Linked DNA regions of Mus musculus: region 2 is linked to region 1. Evidence: chromatin contacts called from public promoter capture Hi-C data. All regions are on one chromosome and are shown on one strand. The core of a region is the stretch at or near the end of the contact, and the rest is flanking DNA. Distances in the headings are between cores, read along the strand shown. Region 1 holds the start of Cep20 (centrosomal protein 20). Region 2 overlaps Abcc1 (ATP-binding cassette, sub-family C (CFTR/MRP), member 1).

Region 1 (3,646 bases), core at 569-3,068:
CCCATAGAGCAGTTCGGAAACATTTAGGTACATATAAGCAGAGTTTCTGATCTTTAGTAACTAACAACAGTCCTTGGCCACGTGATCGAGGATAGCCACTCTTAGACTTTTCACTTTTCTTCTCTTTTATTTCTAAAGCACTCCTTCAACCTTTCTACAGGTGTCAACCAATTATACTCTGAAACAGGTCCATAAAAGGACAGCTTTATCTTAAGATCATAACACAATCCCCGTTCTCTAGTTCCATCTTTGGAAATTAAGGGAAAGAGTCTTTTCTACTGGCAAGCATCCTGTCCCAGTTACTCTGAAGTACACACAGTACAGCCTCAAACTTTGCAGAAAACGCAAAGTAATGAGCTGGATTTGGGAAACGCAGCATGTCCTTCATACTTGGTGGCAGATTCCTAAACCATGCCTCAGCTGCCTTCTCCGAGGTAATGAACTCTACTTCTCAGAGAAAGAGCTAGGTGAAATGGAAGAGGTTTTAGACCAGTAAAAGCCCAGAAAATGTAAGATCACTGATTAGGAACAAGTTTTTATTACTTTTCTCTCAGACACAAAGCATACCAAGAACCAGAGAACGCAGAAGAACATATATAAGGAGGTCCCCCTCAATTTGTAGGGATAACCTCTGGGCTCTTTTATCATTTTGCTACTTGTAGTCTTATGCTTACAATGCTATTATTATAAAAATGCCTTCAGGAATTGGTCTTAACCCAACTTCTTTTCCATAGACTTTATCTTGAAATCCTATGAAAAGTTTATACAATATACATGTACTATGTATACTCCCATCCCCAGAACAGCTCATTGACTCATGTGAAGTCCCTCCTGGGGACTGAGGTATGTCTGCTTTTGGAATGCTCACCAGCAGTGTCCCCAATACATATGCAGTCAATAGTTACTACATCTTAGTCTCCAAACTATTCCATTTGGTTCTCTCCAGATTTCCATTACCGTTGGCTTAGTCTCTGAATTCCTTGACACTCAGAACTAGGTTTATTCTACGGGAAGCAGAATGGCATGATTAAGCCAGTGCACCTTATGGGGTTTCCACACGAGTCGATTTCTATCTAAATTATCGTGGATGAAATATTCCAACTCTCATGTATGAAATGGACATAGCGTTGCTACACAGAATCAAGTTGGATGAGTTGTTAAGGGTCTGATAGAATCACATACTGAACCTTAACTCCAATTACAACTCAAACGTTAACTCTAATTACTATTCAGAGTTAACAGTATACACGCGTTATTGATGTCTACTCCTTGTTTTGTAGTCCTGGGGATGGAACCTGCATGCACCCTGCACACAACCAACCATTTTGGAAAACCTCTTCCGAAAAATCCTGAAGAGCCGCCAGGATGGACAACTCTGTCTCAGGTTTCTGCCAAAGGACAAGGAGGACCTAGCCATACGTTGTCGTCCGGATGGGCTAGCCGTGCAAATCATTGGGAAGTGTGTCTGTCACCAAATCGTGGCTGTGGTGTTGTCGTGGTCAGCTCGGAACGCAGGCCTTTGGGCGCTGTCTGCTCAGTAGGGTTCTAAGAGATACCCAGAGGTCCTGAGGGGACAACAGATACCAGTCCCTTCCTCCAGCTCAAAGGCTGGCCCTAACATAGCGCATGCGCAAAGGCCGCCCCTGGTGGGCCCTGCCACCCTAGAACGACCCTGGAAAAAGATGAGCCGATGTCCCGCGCGCTCTCCTTCTGTCCCATCCCTATCATATACGGAAGGTTCGACGCTTCCCGCAACCGAGCATCCCCTCAATGCACTCACCAGCTTTCAGTTCCGTAACAGTCGCCATTTTTCAACGGCTGCTGGTGCCACGCCTCTCCAGTGCGTACGCACGGCTCTCGGCGCGGCCTCCAACCAATAGGAGTATGGCTCTGCTAGACCGCGTCTGTGCCTGCGCTCCGGTGATTGGCGAGCCGCCACATGAGACTCCACCAATCAGCGACCGTGTGAGGCGGGCTACACTGCAGAAAAGCTTGGAGCCAGAGCCAAATCTGTACCCAACTGCTTTGCCTTTTGTCGCCGCCCAAGTCCTACAGGTCAAGGTGCTGATTGTTCACCTCCCCTCCCCGCACCTTGGCAGGCTTTGTGCTCAGTCCGAGTCCCAGACACAACCCAGCGTCAGAATTACCTGGAAGACTGGTTAGAACAGACTGCTCTGACCCACCCTTGGGTCTTTCTGAGGCACGGACCAAGAGTTGGTTTTTCTGTCAACTTCCAGAATGCTGTGGATGGATGCTGTTAGTCTGAGAAGTGCCACCTTAAAAATCATCTTACACGGCACCCACTCGAAAGTGAACACTAGGAAGTCTTTACACGCCTCAGGTCAATGATGCCCGTTATACAGAGGAGGAAGTTGAGTGTCTAAAGGAAGATCACTGGCAAATGGTGGAGCAGGTGATAACCTAAACCCAGGCCAGCATCTCTTCAAAGCTTGCTCTCTACACTACCGTTAACACCGAGTACATTTGGAATCCTCGAGTTGTTTGTGGAAACAGCTGATAAAAGATTAAGAAGAACAAACATGGGAATAATACATTCAAAATGTGAGGCAGTATAATGGCAGTTGACTCTCCAGGGAGTCTAAGACACTGGACCCTTAAAATTCTGGACAGCCCAATAGTGGAAGTCTATGAGTGGATGCTAGTGAGCATATTTTCGAGGAAGTAAACTGTAAGAAATAGAAAATATAGACTTTAAAAGAAATCATTGGGTGTTTGTTTGTTTTTGTCTCATCTTGTAGTCCACGCTATCTGGGCATTCACTCTGTAGCTCAGGCTGACATTGAACTAACAACAAACACTCTTTTTGCCTCATTCTCAAAGTGATGAACGCCCCTATACTGCCACAACTTGGTTTTGTTTTTAAATTTGCCTCAGGGAGATAGATGTATGTTCTTCCTAAGATTAGCTTTGTTTTGTTTTTTTTCTGAAGTGCACAGGGTGGCTTTGAATTAGCCCTCCTTTCTTTAGCCTCCCAAGTGCTGCAATGACAGGAGTACATCACCATATCAGGCTTCTGAGATATTTCTTAAAGTGGGTAGCAGTTTTAAAGTTTGAAATCCATTTAGAGGAATGGCTCAGTGAATAAAGTTCTTGCTGCATAAATTTGAAGACCTGAGTAACCTTCGAAACCTGTTCTGTAGCCTTAGAATGGTCTTACTCAGTTAGGCTTTCCTATTTTGTAAAACCATGGTGCCTGAATACTTGGTCAGTAGCTCAGGAAATTAGAAGGATTAACCAATTCTACAGGTGAACAGCACTATTGATATACTGATGAGGAATTCCAGAGGCAAAGCATTATGTGACTTAGTATTCTCACCATGCTCACCAAAAATAGATACAGAGCCGTCATCTCAAACTTTCCCTTAACCTTCTTAACCTCACTTCTTCCCTAACCTTCTGGGGTCAGAGTGGGCTCCGCCTCTATCTTGGGAGTGAGTAGGGCCGAGAATGGGGAAAGGCACAAATTAAAAGAAAGTTTCCAAGTAGATATACATGACACTGGCCCACTCATAATGCCAAGGTTATATCAACTTTTTAGAGACAAGACTTCTCTGTGCCTGGTCCCTCTTGGGGTCAGTTGGAGCTTGGGTCAGTCATGTAGGATTCCCTTACCATGGAGCTTCCC
Region 2 (3,646 bases), core at 587-3,086, 93 kb after region 1:
TTTTTTGTCAGCCATTGCAAGGTTTTTGTTGTTGCTGCTGGTTTAGAAGTTACAGCATTAGGCAAAGGGGAGTAGAGTAACTTTACCAGGGACACATTTGTAAAGGATAGCTCATCTCAAAATAGGTAGTGTAAAACAAAATAAAGTAGCTATTAATTGCTTATTCGTTTAAAAGACTGAGGTATGCTCTTCTTCCCATATCTATAGTTTTAGTTACCCATGATCAAACAAGATCTGGAAATATTAAATCTAAAATTCCATTCCTAAGTTTTAAATTATATATAATTCTTGTTCCACCATATTCTGTCATCCAAGGTGACAAAATTCTTTTGTCTACTGTGTCTGTCCTGTTAGTTCAGCAATGATCTTGGGGAGTTGGCTCAGTAGTTAAGAGCACTGGCTGTACTTCCAGAGATTCTGAGTTCAATTCCCAGCAACCACATGTTGGCTTGCAACCATCTATAATGTAATCTGGTGCCCCCTTCTGGCATGCAGGTTTATATGCAGATAGAGCACTCATATACGTAAAATAAATAAATTAAAAACAAAAACCAGACTTAGGTAGCAGTCTAAAGTACAACACAGGCCTGTCGTTGCCTCAGTCTGCTGTCTCTGAGGACCACAGGAAGGGTGAGGGTAGTAGACGTTGTTTTGAGAGTAACAGAACACACTTACATTGTGCCATTTTACTACAGGATGGTGTGTTTCCTTTTTAAAAAAACTGATGTTTGACTTGAAGGTTAAACTTTTATCATAGGTATTTGTAAGAAAACAGAACCAGTCGTATCCATGGATAAGAGGGAGTACTGTATATAAATGTGTAAGAATACAATCTGTATAAACTTGTGTCTGTAGATAGGGGACTTCAGGTTAGCATTTTAGTGGTGTGGATGTCTGGTGGGGTATTTGTCTTTATTCAGGACTATCCTATGTAGGACAGGACAGAACTACAACACCACACAGAAGGATGGTCACAGGGCTAAGTCATTGTGACTCAAGTTTATGAAACAAGTCTGATTGGAAACTTGTGTAGCCATACTGGTTTGTTTTGTGGTGGTGGTGGTTTTATTTTGTTTCACCTTTGATATAAAGTTTTGGCACATAACCCTACCCAGGCTGGTATTTTCTTTCCTATATAGCTGAGAGTGACCTTGAACGTCAAGGTTCTCCTGCCTCCATCTGCCAAGTGCTGGACTTCAAGCACGTGCAGGTCATGCTTGGCAGGCTTTATAGCTCTTGGCTTCTGCATGTAGAAGTTGGATCCTTTCTAAGTGTATTTCTGTGGGGCTGGAGAGATGACTCCATGGGTAAGACCTCCTGCTTCCAGTACAGAGGACCAAGGGTTGGCTCCTAGCACCCACCCCAGGTAGCTTACAACCACCTGTAACCTTTGGTTTCTGGGGATCCAACACCCGTTTCTGGCTTTCACAAATACCTGCATTCATATAGTGCACATAAACATAAATAGAAAAAAGTCTTTGCTTTTTATACATAATATGGTATCATGGTCCAGCTTATTCTTTGCATGTGGCTATCTAGTTTCCTATTACTATTTTGTTTTGTTTTGTTTAATTTTAGAGAGGCCCTTCCTATACATGTATGTAGCCCAGGCTCCTGGCACTCCTCCTACCTACTTCCCAAGTGCTAAGATTGCAGGCATGAGCCACTTTGCCTGGCCTATCACCAGCTTTTGAGGAAAAAAAAAAAGATTTATTTCCAGTGAATAGACTTGACAGAAATCACCAGCTTCTGGGCCCTTAATTGTGGGCCCAGACTGATCCCTGTGTGGCTTCCTTGTTTCTGTCTTGACATCTGTCAGCTTTGTCTTCTCTTTTAGGAAGGCTTTAGCTTATCTGGGTCTCTAGTTCCCATTTCAGATTTTAGAACTGCCCCATCACTTCCTGTGATGCGAAGCAGCCGTCTGAGCTTCTGATAGGGATTGTGAATCTGTAGAGGAGTTTGGGGCCATCATGCTGCCATGCTTTTCAGCTACAGCCTCTTAGGATTGTGTGTCTAGCTGAGCTTGGGGCCAGCACGCCTGTCATTCTGTCCATCCATGAGGGAGGCAGGACTTCCAGTTTATTGACTCAGAGCCTCATTATGTTGCTCATCGTTGCCGACAATTTGTGACCTCTTTCTCCCAGCTTCCCAGCACTGGAGTTACAGTCACATTCCACCACGCGTGGCTACTATGAGCCCTGCCTTGCAAACGAGGAAACTAGCCTTAGTATCCCTGCAGTTGCAGCCAGCAGATGGCCCAGGGGGAATCTGAACCCATGGCTCCCAAGTCCAGGGTTATACTCACTGCATTAAGCTTGACTCTATGGTGATATGTCTTGGGTTCTGTTCTTCTTTATTCTGTTTTTTTTTTTTTTTTTTTTTCCGAGACAGGGTTTCTCTGTGTAGTCCTGGCTGTCCTGGAACTCACTTTGTAGACCAGGCTGGCCTCGAACTCAGAAATCCGCCTGCCTCTCCCTCCGGAGTGCTGGGATTAAAGGCGTGCACCACCACGCCCGGCTCTTCTTTATTCTCTTGACTGTGGGCTATCTCTGGTAGACCAGATAACTGCTTTACTCTCCTCTCATTATAGGCAGCCTGTACGGATTGTGTATGCCCCTCCCAAAGATCCCAGCAAGCCTAAGGGAAGTTCCCAGTTGGATGTGAATGAGGAGGTGGAGGCACTGATTGTCAAGTCACCCCACAAGGATCGGGAGCCCTCTCTGTTCAAGGTGTTATACAAGACTTTTGGTCCCTACTTCCTCATGAGCTTCCTGTACAAGGCCCTTCATGACCTGATGATGTTTGCCGGCCCCAAGATCTTGGAGTAAGAACCTGGTTCCCCATAACCTCCTGGGCGGTCCTGTCATATGCCAGAGCAGGCTTGTTACCGGCCCCTTACCTTCATCTTCCCCAGCTTTGTTTAATTACTATCTGAGTTGTGGCCACTTTGATTGCAAGTCACGAAAACCTCCTGAATCCAAAGTTAGGAGGATATGGGACTGTCTAGAGCAAGGGTGCAGGTAGATCTCATGAATATCTGCAGCTGGAAACCAAGAATCCAGCAAGCGGGCCTCTGCCATCTTTCTCTCCATCACCTTGGTCTCAGTGTGCTCTATTTGACTACCTTTGAGTGACGTGCTGGTGGAGAGACCTAACTATCGGTATCGTGATCCCAAGGCAGAGGTCTCTGTTGTAATAATCTGGTACCTGGCAGTCATAGCACCCCTATAAGGTAAAGTGTTGCCTGGTGGATGGCTCAGGTGGAAATCACTAGGGTGACTTGAAAGTATTTGCCCCTACTGTATGTATCACACTTAAATCTCCCTCCCACCCCCACAGATTGATTATCAACTTCGTGAATGACAGGGAGGCTCCCGACTGGCAGGGCTACTTTTACACAGCACTGCTGTTTGTCAGCGCCTGTCTGCAGACACTGGCACTCCACCAGTACTTTCATATCTGCTTCGTCAGTGGCATGCGCATCAAGACTGCTGTGGTGGGCGCTGTCTATCGTAAGGTAGGCCAGGCACCACACCCAATCCTGTGACCCCATAATCCAGGGACAGCTAGCTGGAGCTCTCCAGGACCTGTGGAGATTTCCAGGCCAGCATCCTCAGCAAAGAAAGGATGGGGGCTGTGGGGACCA

The links. Promoter capture Hi-C pulls out the DNA fragments that hold promoters and counts their contacts.
Region 2: a contact with region 1 is called in a promoter capture Hi-C map of the HPC-7 cell line, with 2.6 times the contacts expected there. The contact joins the enhancer-like site here to the promoter of Cep20 in region 1. A contact is called at or near these places in 6 of 39 promoter capture datasets (the 3T3-L1 cell line, the HPC-7 cell line, HPC-7-derived erythroid cells and 2 more), 2 of 15 datasets of contacts at CTCF or cohesin (CD8 T cells and the NIH/3T3 cell line), 5 of 484 Hi-C or Micro-C datasets (3T3-L1-derived adipocytes, ECoMG myeloid progenitors, cardiomyocytes and 2 more), 3 of 115 datasets of contacts at active chromatin or transcription factors (the HPC-7 cell line, embryonic stem cells and trophoblast stem cells) and 5 of 9 other capture datasets (adipose tissue, embryonic stem cells, liver and 2 more).

What each region holds. Positions count from the first base shown.
Region 1 is chr16:14,315,514-14,319,159 of GRCm38.p6, forward strand. It overlaps Cep20 (centrosomal protein 20), which reads right to left and starts at 1,819. Exons shown (of 5, transcript NM_025345.2): 1 at 1,781-1,819. The coding sequence starts at 1,808.
Region 2 is chr16:14,408,110-14,411,755 of GRCm38.p6, forward strand. It overlaps Abcc1 (ATP-binding cassette, sub-family C (CFTR/MRP), member 1), which reads left to right. Exons shown (of 31, transcript NM_008576.3): 8 at 2,591-2,824; 9 at 3,340-3,517. Among named protein-coding and RNA genes, the nearest start is that of Abcc1, 48 kb to the left of the region's middle. Within about 2 kb of position 1,837, at least 10 of the 459 cell types and tissues checked have an H3K27ac peak or open chromatin away from gene starts, as enhancers often do. A contact at or near this core is called in the HPC-7 cell line, where this site is marked.